Regions from separate parts of the Mus musculus genome. Here region 1 is linked to region 2. A link is a contact called in public Hi-C data. All regions are on one chromosome and are shown on one strand. Each heading gives the region's core, a stretch centred on a gene start, on an enhancer-like site or on the middle of the called end of the contact. The rest is flanking DNA. Distances are from core to core; before and after follow the strand shown. Region 1 has its middle 89 kb from the start of Gm13218. Region 2 has its middle 3.0 kb from the start of Gm13218.

Evidence for each region. A called contact is a pair of places that touch in the nucleus more often than the background predicts.
Region 1: a contact with region 2 is called in a Hi-C map of CD4 single positive thymocytes, with 3 times the contacts expected there. The contact joins two enhancer-like sites. A contact is called at or near these places in 14 of 484 Hi-C or Micro-C datasets (CD4 T cells, CD4 single positive thymocytes, CD8 T cells and 7 more) and 5 of 115 datasets of contacts at active chromatin or transcription factors (CD8 T cells, the SCID.adh cell line, memory CD8 T cells and 2 more).

The regions. Positions count from the first base shown.
Region 1 is chr2:9,680,483-9,683,980 of GRCm38.p6, reverse strand. No RefSeq gene overlaps it. Among named protein-coding and RNA genes, the nearest start is that of Gm13218, 89 kb to the right of the region's middle. Within about 2 kb of position 2,225, at least 47 of the 459 cell types and tissues checked have an H3K27ac peak or open chromatin away from gene starts, as enhancers often do. A contact at or near this core is called in CD4 single positive thymocytes and the SCID.adh cell line, where this site is marked.
Region 2 is chr2:9,594,187-9,597,766 of GRCm38.p6, reverse strand. No RefSeq gene overlaps it. Among named protein-coding and RNA genes, the nearest start is that of Gm13218, 3.0 kb to the right of the region's middle. Within about 2 kb of position 1,431, at least 6 of the 459 cell types and tissues checked have an H3K27ac peak or open chromatin away from gene starts, as enhancers often do. A contact at or near this core is called in CD4 single positive thymocytes and the SCID.adh cell line, where this site is marked.

The DNA.
Region 1 (3,498 bases), core at 976-3,475, 85 kb before region 2:
CCCACTCAGAGGGCTTTATTGCTCAGTTTAAGGTAAATTCCTGTCCAAGGCTGGTTTCTGTGGTGTGCATGGGGGACCACAGGCATTTCTGTAGCTTGATCTTTGGGGAGTCGGGTTAAATACCACTTCAAGTATTCTGAATTGCTCCACCCTGAGCAATATAGTCTCTTTTGTTCTTTATCCCTTATTTCTGGCCCAGAAAAGCAATAAAGCACATATGTTTTTAGTTCCTGGTGCTGAGATCTTACAGTATTTAGAGTAGACATCTGATGTTTTCTGCTGAATGCTCTAATGCCTACACAATGAGAGTCATTGTGCGCCATTTGTTCAAGGATAACTTACCTTGTCAATGCGTTCCTTGGGGGAAAAGGATGTCACAGAATTCTGGACTTGGGAAGTGAACATCCCAGGTGACTTGTTCTTTACCTAATATGGAATGAGAGACAGTGAGTTCAAGAGAGCAGATTTCTCAGCAGGAAGCAATTCAGAAGACTAGAAGTGACACCAAACCTGATTTCCCAAAGTATCTGGCAGATAGGCAAACCATCACTGGCACCAAGCTCTCCCAAGTTTCCTCATATTTCCTGTTACCCCTCTGCCTCCTCTTGTCTTACCAAATTCTACATAACCAAGGGCCTGTTGCCTTTGTCTGTCTTTCTCTTTCTTTCTTTCTTTCTTTCTTTCTTTCTTTCTTTCTTTCTTTCTTTCTTTCTTTCTTTCTTTCTTTCTTTCTCTCCCTCTCTTCCTCTTTCTTTGTTTTGTTTTCTTTCTTTCTCTCTCTTTCCTTCTTTCTTTCTTTCTCTCCCTCTTTCTTTGTTTTGCTTTCTCTCTCTCTCTTTCTTTCTCTCTCTCTCTCTTTCTTTCTTTCTTCTGTTTTCTTTCTTTCTCTCTCTTTCTTCCTTTCTTTCCCTCCCTCCCTCCCTCCCTCCCTCCCTCCCTCCCTCCCTCCCTCCCTTCCTTCCTTCCTTTCTGGAGTCTTGTAAACTAGTATTGTATTCTTTTGTCTGACTTTGTTCAGGTTTAGTGTTTTTTGCACTCTATCTGGGTGGCGCAACCAACTCTTTGCTGTTTAGAAATGATCCATTGCACAGGCATACCACTACCTTTTCATCTGTCCACTTTTGCATGGACGCCTGAGGACATCCCAGATATTAGCTGTTATGAATATACTGAACGTGAACATCCATGCCCACATCATCATTCAGGTACTTTCATCTGAGTAAATGCTCCTTTTATTTTGTACTACTCTGCATTTAGGAAGGGTTTCTTAGTTTTTTTAGAGTGGGGGCAAAGAGGGGGAAGCATCCGACAATCTAGCTTGCTGACTGTCCACAGGGTAATGAAATTATGGCTTGGATTGAATGCAAACCCACTATCAGGATCTGTGATATCTGTTTCCAGCAACTCGGCTACTCCTCAGCCTTCCCGTTGGCTTCTCTTTAGGAGGTATGCATGGCAGTCATTTCTGCCAGGAGGAATAGTCACGGTATGCAGTGAATGCCCCTAAAACTTCTCTGAAGTAAACCATCACTCTCCAGGAGAAGATTTTATTGGAAAAGGAGCCAATTGCTGCCTCATTCAGGACTGGGACTTTGACGTGGTTGGAGTTTTCAGGCCCAGGCCAATTGTTTAACATCCCCAATTCCACAAAGAACATTAGAATTTTGACAGCAGAAAAAAGTAGAAAAGGCAGGTTGTAATTCAACTGAAAATATATTTTCCCTGGGTGACAGAGTATGGAGTTCTTCATTTTCTCACGTGAACAGATAGTTGTGACACTTAGCTTTGCACTCGGTGCTGTATAAATCAGCTCTTAAGAAGCAACAATACCCTTGCTATTGCTCATTTCTCTCTCTGAGCTCTGCTGAGATACACAGCTCTGCTCAGACAACCCTGCTGGGGCACTGCTGCAGGACTGACTCTGGGTGCCCAATGAGAACTCTCCCGTCACCTTCTACATGGTGGATGAGGTTGCAGGAGACACACCAGGTCATCTTGGGAGCCCAGCTTGGACCTGACAAAGGCTCTCTAAGTACTTACAAGAGACTACTGCTCCTCCGTCCTGGACAGGAAGCACAGAAGACGAAGTCAGCTGATGCCCTGTGCTTTTCAAGGAAAGGAAGAAAGGAGTTGAGTTCTTCTGCCAACCCGGAAGCAGCGTTTTGACTGAGCTCTTGATTCTGAGGGGGCACAGGAAGCGGATTTTAGATAAAGAAGAAACGTTTCTCCAGGCTTGCAGGCAGGAAATGGGTTTTGGTCCTGGGATTCCTCTTTTGAGCATGTGGGTGTCATGACTTCCTCTCTCTCTCTCTCTCTCTCTCTCTCTCTCTCTCTCTCTCTGTCTGTCTCTCTCTCTGTCTCTCTGTCTCTCTCTCAAGTTTTAACATTGAGAAAACAGATCTACTATTGCCCTGTTTTAGATTTGTTTTGGGGAGATTCCAATATAGGAATCAAAATTAGACTTGGTTTGTTGGGTCTTGGGAAGCATAGTCCTGACGCCACGGTTTCTGTTTACACAATGCAGAATGCTTTTTCCCAGGAGGAGATTGACACTGTCAGGCTGCCCAATTTACAGGTCAGGTCTCACCAGCTGCTAAAATAAACATTATGGTTTGACAGGCGTGGCATTTTTTTTTTTTTGGTTTAAATAATATTTCCATAAAGAAAGGGAAAAGGGATAGAGACCAAACCACCATACTTTATCAGTAGTATTATATAATTTTTTCTCTTTTTAATTTTATAAAAATCACTGGGTTATGTGCTTTTTCCAGCTTTTGATTTCTCTGTTTTGTAAAGGGCAAAATAATTCCACCTAATTATTATTATCATTACTATTTTATTTTGTTATTTGTCTATATGCGTGTGTATACAGTGTGGTGTGTGCATGCACAGAATGGCTGGCCATCAGAGGACAGTCTTGAATATGGGCGCGTAGGTATCTGAACTTTTCTTTGGGGAGGGTTTTTCATTGACCTAGAACTTCACCACATAGGCTAGGCTAGCTGGCCTGGAAACTTCCAGAGATCCTCTTGTTTCTGTCTTTCTTCTCACCATTTTTTTGGGGGGGGGTGTAGGTATGCACCAGCTTTTTCTTTTCTTTTCTTTTTTAATATTTTATTTTATTTTATTTTTATTAGGTGTTTTCTTCATTTACGTTTCCAGTGCTATCCCCAAAGTCCCCCATACCCTCCCCCACCCACTCCCCTACCCACCCACTCCCACTTCTTGGTCTGGGCATTCTCCTATACTGAGGCATATAAAGTTTGCATGACCAATGGGCCTCTTTCCACTGATGGCCGACTAGGCCATCTTCTGATATATATGCAGCTAGAGACACAAGCTCCGGGGGGTACTGGGTAGTTCATATTGTTGTTCCACCTATAGGGTTGCAGATCACTTTAGCTCCTTGGGTACTTTCTCTAGCTCCTCCCTTGGGGGCCCTGTGATCCATCCAATAGCTAACTGTGAGCATCCACTTATGTGTTTGCTAGGCCACGG
Region 2 (3,580 bases), core at 182-2,681:
AGGCAGAGTTCCTTGGTAGCAATTCCAGCTCTTCTGAAAGCTTGCTGTGTGACTTTTTGGGTAAGTCATAACCTTTCTGTTTTTAGTACCCTGAGAAGCACAGATAAAGCCCCAGTGCTTTTCATCCATCTACTTCAGGGAAATTGCATGAAGGTTAGTTAATTAATTGTCAAGACTGCTGCATATAGGGTGTGTTAAGAAAATGTCAAAAACATTAAAAAGAATGGTCAAACGGAGCAGAGTGGAAGACGGAAAGAATTTCAGGCTAATTGCTAATTTTTCAATGTCTTTACAGTTCTAGGGCAGCTGTCAGGTACAGCTTCCAAATTTGATTGCTCTAAAATTATTTAGATGTCAGGTTGGTTATTTTTAGCTTCATTTCTTTCTATAGATTCTACATAGGAGTCTGATGGTATAATAATTATATTTAAACCTCCAACAAATAAGCAAGTTTTAGTGGGAATTTTGCTTATAAATATGATATTTATCTTGCTTATCTACTTTGCTTGGTTTCAAGTTAGGGTCTCACTTTGTAATTTAGATTATCCTGGAGCTCACTATGGAACCCAGGCTGGCCTTGAACTCAGGACAATTGCTCACTTTGCCTAACTCCCAAGTTTGTTGAGTCCACAGGCATTCACTTCTAGGCCCAGCTTCTGGTTTACTCTGTCTTTAAGATGCAGCTAATTAATGTCCCTGTAAAGGAAAAGATGCTGTTACTTTCAATAGTGGAAAATAATGACAGGTGTGCTCATGGGCCAGACATCACAGATGTGCTCTTTAGGGATACTGAACTATAAACAGTTCCTGCCATACTAATATCAGGCTTTATGGAACCGTACTACCTGGCAATGGACTCACAACATATATAATAAAATGCTCAAGCTAAACACTAGTAACTCAAATGTCCGCTGAGCTGATGATTCTGCAGTTTCATCATAGAAGATCAAATAGGCCTGCTTCTAGGTTAGTCCTGGGCACCTGGATGTTCAGTGGATTGGAGACACAGGCTAGACAGATACAGGGATGCACAGTAGTATAGTAACTGCTAGAACACTTTTCATGTTTGGACAGGTTTTATTGAACTAGGAAAATCACAGAAGGAAAAAATGTGAGTGTCTGTTCAAGTTCGTCTTCTCTGCCTGCTGGTTTACTTTGCTCATATTTAGACTTGTGTGTGTGCATATGTGTGTGTGTGTGTGTGTGTGTGTGTGTTGGGGGGTCTTGGAACCAGAAATCTGTCCTCTTTGCAATGTGTTAAACGACTTAATATTGAATGTGGTGGCACATGCCTGCAACTCCAGCAGCCGAGGCATGCGGATTCTGAGTTTACAGCCAAGACCCAGCCAAGGAGGTTTGGGATGCTCGAGGAGAATGGCGTTGACACAGTGGCTTCATAGTCTAACCACAGAGAGACACGCCCCTGAGTTCATGAACTGTGAGAAGACAGGCTTGGGAGATGGTTCTGTTTGTAAAGTGTTTTCCACGAGAACACAAGGGCCTGAGATCAGCGCCCTCAGCGTCCACTTGAAAAGTCCTCATGTTGCAGGCAGGCATGTCCGTAACCCCGGCACTGGGGTCAGGGTAGAAAGACTTGAAATCCTGCAGCTCATTCGCCAGCTAGTCTATGTGGAAAAAAATGATGGAGAATAAGCAAGGACAACAACTGTTGCATACACACACACACACACACACACACACACACACACACTCACTCATAAAGGGCAAAGAGTAAAGACCATTTTCTTCACCAAAGAGTTGGGAGGTAGTTAAGAAAATCTGCAGAAAGCATAGCTTCCTAGAGACACATAGAACAAAGTCAGTTTATAGACTATCAACAAACTTTAAGTAACAAAAACTTAAAGTAAGAGCATATCTGGACAGTAGAGTTGTTTTCTTCCTTCCTCTCTTCCTTCGAAGCCCACCACTTCGTTAAGGCATCAAGGAGGACTCGCACCCCTGGCTGAGAGCGTGGGTGGCATGCATCAAAGTTAAGACCAAAATAACAACATACGAATACACACACACACCCCACTCCGGGAGACATTTCTTCTCATCACATACGTGTTGTGGAAAATGTCTGCAGGGGAGAAGGGGGTGGCTACCTGCTTGGATCTCAAGTGTAAGGTAGAGCAGCCAGGATGCCCCACATGCTGGGCTATTTATAGCTTTGGGGGTGAAAAAAAAACAACAAAAAAAACCCCAAACCTAAATGCTGCCTGCTGTTCCCAACTGAAGCTCACAGACAACGGATAAGACCTCCTTTTGGTTGCCTTTGTAGTTGTAACTGACACACATTCAAAAATGATGACTTGGCTGCAGGCCCCTCTCTACCCCCTCCAGCAGGTGAGAGTCAGGGCAACGCTCTCCTCTTCCTCTGCAGGAAACCCACTTGTTAGGCCCTTCCCAGACCATGTGAAAAAACACTGGGCTTTATTTTTTATTTTATTTTATTTTTTTTAAAGAAAAATCTATGCCTGCTGCTCACACAAATCTGTAATCCCAGCCACTGAGTCAGGAGGTTTGCAAGCTGGAGACCTGCCTGGACTGTGCACTGTGTTCAAGGCTAGCCTGGGCAATGTAGGAAGTTCTAAGAGTACCTTATCTCAAAATAAAGAGTGAAAAGAGGGCTGGGGTGTAGTGTAGCTGTAGAATGATAACCCTAGTGCTACATAGAAAAAAAAATCCTGAATTTCTTTTGGGAAGAAAGTTTGTGATTTACACTTGGGATAGGAAGAACAGCACCAAGCAACCAGATTCCTCCCCCCGCCCCCCGCACCCCTTCCGCCCCCCCCATCCCCACCCCCCGCCCCTCCCCCGCCCCTCCCCGCGCCTCCCCGGAGCTTGCAGGGACTAAACCACCAACCAAAGAGTACACATGATGGGACTCATGGACCCAGTAGCAGAGGAATGCCAGGGCGGGGAGCAGGAGTGGTTGGGTGGGTGGGGGAACACCCTCATAAAAGCAGGGGGGGGATGGGATAGGGGATTTGTGGAGGGGAAGCTGGGAAAGAGGATAACATTTGAAATGCAAATAAATAAAATATCCAATAGAAAATAATTTCATCTAAAAACATCCCAAAGTCCTAATGCAAACTATTTGTCTTTGCCATCTTCTGTGTGCTTATGTGCAGCACACACACACACACACACACACACACACACACACACACACACACACACACACGGGTGAATAGAGAAAGAGGTAGAGAGAGATTGGAGATCCACAAACAAAATGCCTTCTAAACAAGATCTAATTGTTGACAGCTGCGAACCCAGCCAAGTCCAGAAGTTCACCTCCAGGAGCAGGGCCGCTGTCCTGGGCCCAAGCAACTGGACTTACTAGAAACATCATTGAGGTCACGTTTCCTAAGGCTGCCTACAAAAAAAAAAAAAAAACAACCCATTGCTGTCATACACTCTTGGTATCTTTTGACAAGCGCTTATGATCTTTGTAAAAGGAAAACCTCTTCAGAGCCAGGACCCTGGTGGCGAAGGTGAAGGGTGGTGTAGGGCGGGGCATGGCCCCCGGAGGCTGGGCTGGCAGCACCCCAGGCAGCTCTCTTGGTAAGCAGGAAGC